2 separate regions of the Rattus norvegicus genome follow, and region 2 is linked to region 1. A link is a contact called in public Hi-C data. All regions are on one chromosome and are shown on one strand. The core of a region is the stretch at or near the end of the contact, and the rest is flanking DNA. Distances in the headings are between cores, read along the strand shown.

Region 1 (3,680 bases), core at 583-3,082:
CAGGCACCCTAAATGTAGCTAAACGTCCCCATTACAAAGAAGAAAAAGAAAAAAAAATACACACTTCTTTCTGCTCATAGTTTTCCCATGCCATTCTCTCATCCTCCATTCCAAAACTTGGTTCCATTTTTAATCTCTTTGGCGATATCAAAGCAAGAACTGATAACCCCTTTTGCTAAGAAATGTGAAACACAATAAAATATTGCCATTCTATACTATTTTCATGTTACGGAGGATTTTTTTTCAGATTCATCAATAAATGGCACAGAACAGAATTTAGCCCAGACAATTGAAAGCTAAAAAACTTATTTAAAAAAAAAAAAAAAAGAACCTTACTATGAACACTATTTTTAAATTACAATATAGCAAGGGTCCTTATGGTCTTTTACCATTTGGGTTAACTTTCTTCCCATCTCCCAGTCTCCTATGCTCATTTAAATCATCCACCCAAACCTCCAGTCATATCACATATAACATATTTTAAAAGCTTCTAAAAAAAAGCCCAAACAACAATAACAACCAAAGAAAACATCTCAGAGCCTCATTGAAATGAAGCTTTAGTTTATTGTGAGACTGATTAAACTGAAATTAAAACCTTCACTTAACTGCTGCTGGCATAATTTACATGTTAACCAGTAACCAGACCAAAGGTTATAAACCAAATGCTCTATTTTTATTTTTCCACAAAGTTAAAGGAGATACTTTGCTTTAAAGTATACTTTACTTTGAAATAAACTTTAAAGGACATTACTGTGCTTCAATGTAACAGAGCAGATGGTTAGCACTGCTGGGTATTTTATTTTGTTGTCTGTTAGGAGGTGGTTAGTAAGAACTTAAAGAATTCCAAAACCAGGAAAAAGTGGCAATCTGTGCCTGGCAAAATAGAAGTTATCAGGGTTAGCAGTCTAATAACGACAGGGAAACTTCCTCTTACCACCTCAAACTAAAATGAAGGAATAACATAAAGAATATAAGATCTTCCAAATCTACGTATATAGTTATGTGCTAAATGTTTCATAAAGGCAATCAAATTTCTCTACAGCATACAATTTTTAAAAATCGCTATATTTGATTGATCTACAATGAAAACCTCGATTCTAACCTAAATGAACTCAATAAGGTCTCAGGAGATTCTGGAAAAGAATGGTTTTGGACAAAAAATAGGTGATACTAGTTCTAATGTGTCCTAATGCAGTGGACCTGACCAGGTCATTGAAGCTGCCCAGACTACTTTACTCACTTGCACTGGAGAGATAGCGCTTAATAGTTTGAAAAGTTCCTTTGATCCAAACTGTATGTTAATCTCCAAGGGTTTACAGAGTACTTAGTTTGTCGTCCAAGTCCAGGCTGTTCACAGATAAGTGCAAAGGCATCTCGAAACTCAGAAGTTGCAATTTCCGTACAGGCTCTATCTGCACCTTGCAGCTTTCTAGGTCCTACTCCCGAACGGAGGGGACGGGAAGGAGCCGTCGCTTAACTAGAAGGAGGCCATGCTGTCGCCAGACCTCCAAGTGAGAGAGCAGATGGCTGGGAAACTACGGAAGAGCAAAGAAGCCAGATTCTGACCACTGCCCAAAGCACTTGCTATCTGGGCGGAGACAGCAAACAGCGACAAAAACTGAAGCGTGAAGGGAGAAGCAGGCGTGGGGACACCTCAAGTGCAAGGGTCCCAAGACTTTACCTGCGACTTATCCGCCTCAGGCCCAGTTTGGGAATGAGGCCTCCTCAGAACGAAGGCAGGACCCAGGGCCCTGAAAGATCTCGGAAGGGTTCCCTTCAACTCCCTCAAACCAAGCCGAACCCCTCAGACACAGCTCTACTCCTCAAAGGAACGCCCCCAACATGCCCCAGGTTGTTCTCGCGAGAACGGTCTGGCTCCTGTAGCTCCAGCCAATCCGCGAGTGCTTTGTGGGCAGGGCCTTAAGTTTGAGTGCCGAGCGGTTCCTTCAATCTTCCTACTCCTGGGCCTGAGGTGGGTGGGGCTGAGGCGGGGACGGGGCGGGGCGAAGGTGGGACCAAGCCAGTTCTCGCGAGACTAGAGACCAGGAAGACGCCTGCAGAGTCGGCTACCGATGCAGCGGTGGCTGAGGCTGGAGGTGCTGCTGCATCCCGGACTCCTGCCTCCCAGTCTGGCCTAGTCCCTAGGTGAGGAGAGGCGCGGCCAGCCTGGGCTGCCTAGTTGGTCAGTGGTTCTCAGGACCCGACGGGAATTCAGGCTGAGTGCCTGTCGGGCCAAGTAGAAAAGCACCCACACTCCTGACAGAATAAGATGGCGGCAATGGCGCCGGGAGGTGGTGGCAGTGGTAGCGGCGTAAATCCTTTCCTCAGCGATTCGGATGAGGACGACGACGAGGTAGCGGCGACCGAGGACCAGCGGGCAGGACTTCGGCTGGGTGCTGGGGTCGGCCTAGATCCTGGTTCTGCAGGCTCGCTGTCGCCTCAGGACCCCATGGCCCTGGGAAGCAGCACGCGGCCGGGGCTCCCTGTGGAGGCGTCAGCTGCTCCGGGGGCTCTGGCGGGCAGCGGAGAGACCCCTTCCCGATTGTCAATCGATGCCATCGCCGCTCAGCTGTTGCGCGATCAGTACTTGCTGACTGCCCTGGAGCTGCACACCGAGCTGTTGGAGAGCGGCCGCGAGCTACCACGGCTGCGCGATTACTTCTCCAATCCTGGCAACTTCGAGAGGCAGAGTGGGACCCCACCAGGGGTGGGGGCGCCTGGGATCCCCGGCGCATCCGTCGTTGGAGGCGCTGGAGGTCGGGAACCGAGTACGACGTCGGGCGGAGGACAGCTCAGTAAGTAGGCGTAGCCTGTCAGACCTGCAGTTGGGGGAGTTAGAGTTACTGTGCAGTTGAAGGGTATTTGTGGGCGGGTTCCGAGTCTAGGGTCGTTTTGAAAATCGAGACTAGGTTGAGCGAGATGAGAGGTATCCTATGTACGGAAAGCGAAAAGATCCTACTGTCGCTCTTCTTTGTATTGGTTTCTGATCTCTGGCAGGTGTTGCACTGCTCCTGGCTCCCTATTGGTGTTGGGACCTATAACATGAGAGTTTCCAGTTTATTGACTATTAAGGCGCTCTACAGAGCTTCCTTATTACTTGGGCATTTTTCTCGAGGCGATTTTCCTTTTCCCCTAGTCCGTTGAATCACACTACGAGGAAATAAATGTTTCTTAGTAATTCTTTGACTCACTCAAGAGAAAGAACAAAACAGGAAACGTCGGTACTCTATACTAAAGTTGAATCCACTGAAGATCTTTTGTCTGTGCTTTCACATTATTTTGTATCATTAATATATGCTAATGAAATGATGGAAGTGGGATTTGTCTGCTTCATACAACGTTGTCTGTTTAAATAATGTCAACATAATTCAGTTTCACTACATTCATTTTACAGGAAAACTGGGGAACAGATAAAGATCTTCTGCCAGCTTTCCTTTTTAACATAGCAGCACTGTGAAGGCTTTTGTTTTTTTCTCTGAATAAGCTAGAGCTTTACTTTTTTTTTTTCTTTTCTTTTCTTGCTACAATCATTTTTTAGCAGCATTGTTAATCACTGGCCTAGTTGTTATTTATATATAAGCTTTAAAGAGACTCCTCAGTGTTATCTAAGGGTCTGTACTTTTGAATGGTTCCAGAGGCTTGAAATTGCTAAAACTTGATGGGTGAGGTAAAACTGGGAA
Region 2 (3,680 bases), core at 594-3,093, 310 kb after region 1:
AGGGTGGAAAAAAAAAAAACACTTAGATCTGTGAGTGATTTGCAGGGTGCAGAGAGGGCCCTGAAACAACACCCTGTGGGGACGAAATCATCAAGCTGATAGAGGATAGCCTGACTTAAAGTATACTACGTGTTATTTATGTGTCACTATTAACTGCGTTTTCTACTTGGCAAAGATACAGAGACAAAAGTCATTATTACCAGCTGCAAATTTAATCCTGATGAAAAACGTGGATTGGGTGTCGTGAGTCTGTATTTAGTAACTGATGCAATGGGAAATTAAAGATGTAAAGATCAATTTGGAGGTAGACTATTTGCTCATTACATAATGAAGCATAGTGCTACTGTGCTTAGAGCATTTCATCCTAAGCTTCAGAAATGTGCCTAAGGCATCAGGCAAGAAAGGTAGACTCAGGATAGCTAATAGCTGAGGCATACTCCATTTAAGCTACACCCAAGAAGAGCATGAAAGAGAAAAACCACAGGATAGAGTAGCTTTCCCTTGTTTTCCTCAACCTAAAATGTACTGAGTAATTAGTACATTTCCATCTCTCAGCTTTATCACTGAAGCTGATTTAGGGTTCACCTCAGCCATATCCTAAATGATAAAGCCACTGAGTTGTGAGATAAAGGAGATTCCACATACTCTCTGTAGATGTCCCAGCACTCTCAGACTGCATTAATTTTCTCACGCTCCTTCTAAGGTTATGTAGTATGAGTTCCTAATTTAAAACTATACGGAAGTATAAAAAAAACAACCTACTTTTATTAAAAAAAATCCGGATTCCCCTGCCCCCCACTCCTAGGCACTAGATTTATGATTTATTTACAACCATGGACTTATAAACAGCATGTCAAGAACTCTTGATTGGTGGTCAGGCTCTAGCACAAGTGAGACAGACAGAAAGACGGTCCTGGTGGCTCTGAGAGGAATCACGGCACCTTGGGTTTTCTGTTGGTTTGCTTTTTAAATTTATTTTTATAGTTGCGCTATACATATCACTAAAAGAGAGTCATTTGGGGGCTGGGGTTTTTCAAACCTTAAAGATGTAATATCATTTAAAAACCTAAAACCCTGCCAAGACAGTAATTAATTAAATTGTTTTAAAAGAGTTACAGGAAATCCACACCAGCACTAGAATTGCAAATGTTCATGGATAGTAACTAAAAGGTAACTAATAAGTGATTCTGCAAACCATAGATTTGGGGCAGGAGGGTGTTCTTAAATTTAACCTTGCAAGCCAGAAGCAACCATCAGGCCAAGCGCCCCTACCAACAGGGTCCCCACGGCCGGATCTAAAGCCAGTCTAAAGCAGCACCTTGCAGCCAGCCTGGGCACCGGCGCTCGCCGCCCCAGACCACTCCACATCCCGACCTAACTCCCGGATCTGCGTTCCAGCGTCCACACCAACGGTCCAGGTGAAGTTTTAGAACGTGGTAATTATCCCCGGTGGCTGACTTTCGCGGAGTCCACTAGGCGGCGGGGCTGTGAACCCAGGGCGGTGGCTGACTCGAAGATGGTCTGCAGACAGATCTCTCAAGAAAAAGTAAGTCGATTTCCCTCCTCCCACGTGAACCTCGCCCACTTCTGCCGCTCCCGGCCGAGCTCACCTCGCCGTGGTCCCAAAGTCCCAAACTCACGTCCTCATTCTGCTGGAACTCACCAAGCATTAGGACCGCGCGGGACCTGCCAAAGCCTTGCGGCCTAGCAGGAGGTGGGCGTGGCCTCTCGGAGAGGGCGGCTCCCGGCAGGGGAGGGAGGCGGACGAGGAGCGCGCGTCACTCTAGCTCTGGACGTTGATTGGCTGGGGTGCGGTGCGCGGAGCCCGCCAGCGTCTCCGCCCAGCCCCTCTGCTCCTCCTCCTCGCCAAGCCGCTCTGCCAGCGCTGGCTCGAGAGGGAACCGCTCAGGCCGTCACCGCCAACCCGGTGCGGACGCGGAGAAGCCGGAAGGAGGACGCGCTTGTCGACTTGCTCCTCCCGCACCGGACTCCCCAGCGGGCACGGAGCCCAGGGGAGGAGCCGCCGCGGGCACGCCCCGCCTCCGGCCGGGACGAAGCTGCCGGCCGGCCACCGCCTCCCTTCCCCGGTCGGCGAGACCCGCCCCCGGCCCGCCCCGGCGGCATGGAGGGGCAACGTTCTTGACGGCCGTGCCGCCGCCCGGGCGCTCGGCTCCTCCCGCCGCCCCCGCTCCCTCGCTCGCATGTCCGCACCGCCTTAGCTGAGGATGCTGAGGATGAAGCTGCCACCGAAGTCCACGCACCCCAGCGAGCCGCCGCCCGACGCGGAGGAGCCCGAGGCGGACGCGCGGCCGGGCGCAAAGGCGCCGCCGCGCCGCCGCCGCGACTGCCGCCCGCCGCCGCCGCCGCCCACGGGCCTGCCACGGGGGCCCCCGCCGCCGCCGCCGTCGCCGCCCCGGGGGCTCGAGCCGCCTGTTGCTAGCGGGCCGACGGCGGGAGCGGGCATGCCGGGCGGCGGCGGGCACGCGGCGGCGCTGCGCGAACAGGAGCGGGTGTATGAGTGGTTCGGGCTGGTGCTGGGCTCGGCGCAGCGCCTGGAGTTCTTGTGCGGGCTGCTGGACCTGTGCAACCCGCTGGAGCTGCGCTTTCTCGGCTCGTGCCTGGAGGACTTGGCGCGCAAGGACTACCACTACCTGCGCGACTCAGAGGCTAAGGCCAACGGCCTCTCGGACCCGGGGTCGCTGGCCGACTTCCGAGAGCCTGCGGTGCGCTCGCGCCTCATCGTTTACCTAGCGCTGCTGGGCTCGGAGAACAGGGAGGCCGCCGGCCGCCTGCACCGCCTCCTGCCCCAGGTGGACGCGGTGCTCAGGAGCCTCCGCGCGACTCGAGTCGAGGGCTCGCGGGGCAGCGTGGAGGACGAGCCGGGTGGCGATGACGAGCAGGACGCGGAGAAGGACGGCCCCGGCCCGGAAGGCGGCGGCTGCGCCAAGCTCGGGACTGGAGGCGGGCTCGGCTTCAGGGCCCAGGAGGAACTGCTGCTGCTCTTCACCATGGCTTCCCTGCACCCGGCTTTCTCCTTCCACCAGCGGGTCACCCTGAGGGAGCACCTGGAGAGGCTCCGCAGCGCACTCCGGGTGGAACCGGAGGACGCGGAGGTGGAGCCGAGCAACTTTGCCGGCTCCAGGGCCCAGGTAAGGTGCGAAGGAGTGCAGTCGCAGCTCCGGCTTCCCCATCGGAGGCTTCGGAATCCAGCTCTGACCCCAGCCTCATGCAGGTGTCTCGGAATAACCACTCCGCGGCTCTCGGCCCGGGGTAGTCATAATTTTCTTGGGCGGCTCAGTTCCAGTCACCCACATGCATATAGAGCCACCCGCCATAACAGAATGATCTAGACTTCTCTAACGTGCACGAGTTGTCACGGAAGACTTGGAGCTTCCTGACCCTAGACCTCGGATGAGGAGTGTCGTGGGACATTTTGGGCTTTGGTATTTGGGCGCTAAGTGCAAGGGGAAAAGCCAAGCGCTTTGGGGGCGGGGGGGCTGTCAACCACGGTCTATCCCTGGATGGCCTGTTTCCTAGTCTCATCTTGTTTAAAACTGCCTTACCCCTTGGCACTCCCTGTGGCATAAGGGACTTTTCATACTTAGTATGTTCCAGTTAAGGTTTTGAATAGGTCTTTTGGCTTTTAGTTGGAGAACTTTGTATTCACTGGGGTTAGAGGG

The links. A called contact is a pair of places that touch in the nucleus more often than the background predicts.
Region 2: a contact with region 1 is called in a Hi-C map of frontal cortex, with 1.9 times the contacts expected there. The contact joins the promoter of Zcchc2 here to the promoter of Pign in region 1.

Annotation. Positions count from the first base shown.
Region 1 is chr13:22,319,512-22,323,191 of GRCr8, forward strand. It overlaps Pign (phosphatidylinositol glycan anchor biosynthesis, class N), which reads right to left and starts at 1,833. Exons shown (of 31, transcript NM_001100584.1): 1 at 1,682-1,833. It overlaps Relch (RAB11 binding and LisH domain, coiled-coil and HEAT repeat containing), which reads left to right and starts at 2,031. Exons shown (of 29, transcript NM_001134546.1): 1 at 2,031-2,795. The coding sequence starts at 2,270.
Region 2 is chr13:22,632,328-22,636,007 of GRCr8, forward strand. It overlaps Zcchc2 (zinc finger CCHC-type containing 2), which reads left to right and starts at 1,844. Exons shown (of 14, transcript NM_001122677.4): 1 at 1,844-3,149. The coding sequence starts at 2,226.